Linked DNA regions of Triticum aestivum: region 1 is linked to region 2. Evidence: chromatin contacts called from public Hi-C data. All regions are on one chromosome and are shown on one strand. The core of a region is the stretch at or near the end of the contact, and the rest is flanking DNA. Distances in the headings are between cores, read along the strand shown.

Evidence for each region. Hi-C and Micro-C count contacts between places; a contact is called where the count stands out from the background.
Region 1: a Hi-C map of leaf shows a contact between it and region 2, with 4 times the contacts expected there. The contact joins the promoter of LOC123103739 here to the promoter of LOC123103737 in region 2. A contact is called at or near these places in 3 of 5 Hi-C or Micro-C datasets (leaf and an unstated tissue).

Annotation. Positions count from the first base shown.
Region 1 is chr5A:424,860,180-424,862,879 of IWGSC CS RefSeq v2.1, reverse strand. LOC123103739 (serine/threonine-protein kinase RIPK) reads right to left here and starts at 1,423. Exons shown (of 4, transcript XM_044525414.1): 1 at 704-1,423; 2 at 476-611; 3 at 1-69. The coding sequence starts at 1,102. It overlaps LOC123103740 (a long non-coding RNA gene), which reads left to right. Exons shown (of 4, transcript XR_006449948.1): 4 at 1-204.
Region 2 is chr5A:424,725,469-424,728,168 of IWGSC CS RefSeq v2.1, reverse strand. LOC123103737 (nucleolar protein 58) reads right to left here and starts at 1,288. Exons shown (of 6, transcript XM_044525412.1): 1 at 1,033-1,288; 2 at 798-954.

The DNA of each region.
Region 1 (2,700 bases), core at 174-2,673, 130 kb before region 2:
AGGCAAGGCCCTTGGCCGCGCCGACAGCGATCTTCATCCTTGTCATCCACGGGAGAGAGCCATTGGTACCTGAAGATGGTAGGATGTTTCAGATCAGTTTCCTCCTCCACGTTGACCAAGAGTTGTAGTAACTTGCAAGCACCAGGAAGTTGGTAGGATAAATATTTTTTTAATCCAAAATATCCAGTATCCCTTTTTAGTAAATATCCAATCTCCACATTCATCTGATTTTAAAAAGAGAAAATGTGTGTTGTTCTTTTGGAAGGCAGAGAGCAGCTCAGCTATCCTCTTGACTTAGAGAAAAGAAACTTCAGGGGACAAGAACAGCTCGTCGCTGATGGAACAGATGGCACTCGTACGTGCCTAGATTTCCAAATTAAAACATTTCTTTATCTTGCTGGTCTCGACAACAACCAAACAAACTAATCCTCAGAATGATTAATTGACAGCAGAAAGCAGTGAAGAAGTAACTCACTTTTGAAGAGGTGCGTCTCCAGGCTCCCGGCGTTCATGAACTCGTAGACCAGCATCCGGTGCTCGTCCTCGTAGCAGTACCCGATCAATTTCACCAGGTTGTTGTGCCTCAGTTGCCCAAGGAAGAAAACCTCAGCCTACAAGAGCAACCCATATAAGTCATCCATTCATGAACCAGACCTCGAAATTGATCTGCTGGCGCGAGCATTGCACTCTGTTCAGCACTCACCAGCCACTCCTTGTGGCCCTGCGTGCCGCAGTCCAGGTCGAGGTACTTGACGGCGACGGGCTGCGCGGCCAGCCCGGGACGGAGCTTGTCGTCGACGGCGCCCTTGTAGACCGGGCCGAAACCGCCGCAGCCGAGGTAGTTGGCCCGCGAGAAGCTCCCGGTCGCCGCGCGGAGCTCGGCGTAGGTGAAGGCGTGCAGGTTGGAGCCGGACAGCGTGATGGACAGGTCCTCCGGGGACAGCGTCCCCGACGAGCTGAGGCTCTTGAAGGACATCCTCGACGACGACCTCGCGCAGCCTTTCCCCCGCCGCCCGATCCGCCGCCTGCAGTCGTCGTCGTCGTCCGCCACTCGGCCCCCGCCGACGCAGCACGAGAACGGGTTCCAAGATTTGGCGGCCATGGCAAAGAACCGAGAATCTCCGCGTATATCAATATCGTAGGAGGATCAAGAATGTTTCCCGCCACCCGGGGGCTGTGAGTGCAGGGGAGGTCGGGCGAGGGAGGGAGAAGGTCAGGTGAGCAGGACTGGAGAGAAGGAGAAGGCGGGGATCGGCTTGGGTGGAGGATGGAGTGGCTGGCCGGGCCTTTATATAAGTGTGGAGTGCGGGCCTCGCCCCTGCCGTAGGACTCTGATCGGAGGAAACAGGGGAAGGGAATATGGTGGTGGTTGGTGGCGCGAACGGCTCGCCCCTCCCTCCAACGGACCAGAGTTTCTACCGGCGAGACGACGTAGGTTTTCATTCATGGAGTTGACTCAAACCTTGTTTGTGGGAACGAACATGGGTGGATCAAAGTGACGGGCATGTCACACCGCGGTTTCATATACCAAATCGAACCGCGGGTTCGCGTTTGTATGGTGAAAAGTTGTTCGGGGGTGGACCATCGGACGTACGCTAGGATGATTAAATTGACTATTCAACCTACTACTAACAGAGTACGTGGTTTTGCGCTACTGTCGCCGTGGGTTTATGCTACAGCTACAGGTGCCTTTAGCCCTTTTTTAAGCCCTGGCCGTGTAACAGTTGCTTCAATATGCAGGAACGACCGGTCGAACCGTACCTGAAATAAAATTGACAGAAAGCGCAGGGCCTTTTATTTAGCTAAACTATTCACCTTGGGACATTCTAATTTGGACTTTGTGCAGGCCGTTCCGGTGAAAAGTAGAGTGAATTGCTCGAGGGACCGGAAGTTTCAAGATCAACAAACAAAGAAGAAGAGAACGGCCTGGTAAGCTGAATATCTTTTCTTATGAACACCTGAGTTGTTACTACCTGTATCTTTAAGAAATAGGCGAAATGCAAGGTTGCGCACCCGTTTTACCGGTCAAAATTATACGTTACTCCGTTTTACCGAGTAAACATGATAGAAGTTCCAACAGTAGTCCAAAGCAAAAAAAGAATTTCGCTTACTTTTTTTTGCAGTCAATTTCGCTTACTTTAGTAGGTAGTACAGATTAATACAGTTCAGGTTAGTCCTGGGCTCCTGGCTAGAGAGAAAAACACGTTGGCTTATTTTGTCGGGAGCCGATATAATTGTGTAGACTGGCATAAAATATGAATATCGTAAATTTTACACACATGAACCACATGTAGTCATTTTGGGAATAGACACATCACACATGTAAACCATAATCATCTTAAGCATTGTACAATTCGGCTAGAGTAAACTATGGATGTTGCTTTTCTGTTGGCTCTTGTGTGATAACAGTAGAAGTGCACGCTGCCTTTGCGCATAATCATGGCATTTGATGCCGCGCAAGTCGTGCCGGAGAGGATTAGGGTTGAGTAGCCGACGTGGTCTACGTACAGCGGAGTAGGGGCTCAACCGGGAATCACCTTTTGCCGGATAATGCCATGCAGTGCAGACAGGGGCAGTGTTACCATCAGAATGTTTTACAAGTAAACTCAATCGTTCTTCTTTCTCAGGTTACCTCGTGCCTCTTTGCTACAGGTAGATTAACTAGATTTGCTGCCTAGTCATAGCTCACCCTTTCCATCG
Region 2 (2,700 bases), core at 39-2,538:
ACATATGCAGATCCTGTACATATGCAGATTCTTTTGTTGATCATGAAGGAGGCAAGGTGCTGCATAGACTACGATTAGGTTTGGCGGTTCTGATCCATACCTAAGTACAAATCTGGAGGCTATTTCCCAAATTTGTATATACTTAATGTTGTATGTGTTGAATGCGCACTCTGTGTTTTCGCCATTACAAATTTACTCTTCTATTCTAAGTTTAGAATTTTGTTACAATCTTTGAGCAGCCTGCCATTCTTGTGGGCTGAATGGCTGATGAAGATACAGACAAAACGTCAGCATTTGCTTAATTCTTTATGACAATCTGGCCATAGTTACCCTTTGCAAAAATTATACACTTTTGGGGGCCTCCCCTACGGTTTACTGTCAAAAAATAACCATTCAAAATATGGTTCAGTTGGCTAGCGGCTTAACTTGGGAAATCCTGAAAGTCATGCTGGTGGTTCTGGCTGGCGTATTCATTTAGTTTTAGACCACAGGTGGAATCTAATGACCGGTAGTACTTACCAAGGAATTACCTACCTGGATGATTACTGTGAAAACATGAGTCTAGCTGGCATGAAGCTGTATGCTCAGGTTCAAGTTTCTACTAGTACTGAAACTTGAGATGATCCTTAGAATTATGACAGCCTTATTATGGTACAATGGTGTCAATCATGCATATGCAGAAATTAAGCAGCCAATGGAGCCACTTTTCAATCAAGTGCATCAGCAGCTAGTACTAGTTGTTAATGTATCCAAGATCTTCTTTAATTAAGAAGCCAATCCATGGACGGGGCTTATACCTTGCAAGGTGCCGAAGGTGGAACTAGGTCTTGGCTTGGAGGTCGGGATCTGCAGGGCGGTGCCACAGGATCGATCTGCAGTAGAGGCGGCGAAGGGTGGACGGATCCGGCAAAAGATTGCAGTGGATGAGAAGGGATTGACGAGGACGAGGACCTGCTGTCGATCGAGTGAACTGGTTAGGGTTGCGAGATGCAATAGAAGGTAGTGGAAGGAGAGTCAGAGGAGAAGCCTTACCGGCGGCGACCTTGCCGGAGGAGAGGGATGTCGTCCTCGGCGAAGGAGATGGACCGGGATGGGGCGATCTGGGCGGAGGAGAGGGACCGAAACGGGTCTACCTTGGCAGAGGAAAGGAATCGAGACGGAGCGACAGGGCGATCTGGCCGGAGGAGAGGGTGGCGGCAGGAAGGAGGAGGAGAGGGTGGCGGCGGGTGGAGGAGCAGAGGGGGGAAGCCGATCCGCTAACATCCTCAAGGATGTCAAGAAGGTACAGTGAAATGCGTGGGTAAAGCGAAGAATAGATGTCAGTATTACTATAGCAACTACTGTACGAATTTACTGTAGCATGTATAAAAATTTGCAATGTACCATAATTTTGTTTGTATGTAATTTTTGTAAATGTATACAATAGATTTGTAATTTGCAAATTAATTATAATCATTTTAGGCTCGTAACGTTTGCTTTAATCTAGTTCATGGAATAGAAAAATAGCTCTCTGGTTAGTAGAGATGAAGAGAGTTCCTCAACTTCTCCATTGCAAATCAGGAGATTGGAGAGGTGAAGCAGTTCGAAGGTGCAGCTTGATGTGCACCTACCAAAGGCTGCTGAGCTTGGTCTTGCTGGGCGGCGGGATGGCATTCGAGCTCGGCGACATAGCCTTCAAGCCATCTGAGAAACCATATAGACCAGTCTGTGGAGTGCATGCACTGATAAGGTTAGCAGGGACTAGATTTAGGCTATAATCGAGTCACTACATATAGATTTGTGGCAAGGGATCTTTCTTGGCGCATTTCTAGATCCGGGTGCAAGAGACGAAGTTGATGACCTTGTCCCGGCAAGAAATCAGTGAGGGGATTTTGTTGGTAGTTGAGAACGAGGTAGCAGTTGACATCTATGGCGGCAGGAAGGATGATCAAGGATTATGAAGGGAGTGAGTGGGGATGTATGTGCTTGGTATGGCCATATTGGTAGGAGAAGAATCTTGAAGGGGGAAAGTTACTGGTGGAAGTGAAGTTGTTTCTGGGATATTTTTAATGAAAGTTTCTGGGATGGATTGCGTTAATGGACTGCTCAGGATGATGGAGAGAGATGCTGATGGCCCATTGTGAAACAACATCTGGGCCAGAAGACATCTGTGGGTAGCCGGCACAATAACTCAGGGATCAGTGTGGGCCAGATCAACAGTGAAGAAGGAAATGCCAATCTTTATACAAGATAGAGTATCAGAATCTTCATGAATCTAGGAGAGAAACAATGTGCAAGATAAGCGAAGCATATGTGCTCGCGCATAGATTTACACTTCCGGTTCAAAAATACTTATAAAGTAGTCATTAATACTTATTTAGTTAGTTTTGGGTGAATTATCCTAGTGAGAAGCTTTCAAGGACATAAAAAACATTTTCTTCAGTAAAAAAACATGATTACAGCTGCTTTGATCAGGTAATCAACACCTGGAGACAAGGATAATGTAAAAAAACATGATGCTAACCTTGTTGAACTCCACGAATTGTGGCTGTGAGGAATCGAGAATTTGGACAATGCCTAATATTGAGCTTTCGCAGATATGCATGAACACCTTCTCTGTCAGCCTTTGACTATAATCTCCGTGCTTCTTCAAGGAGTAATGAAGCTAGGCGATTCTCTGTGTCGAGATCCATTTTCCAATTTGAACTTCAGCAACTATGG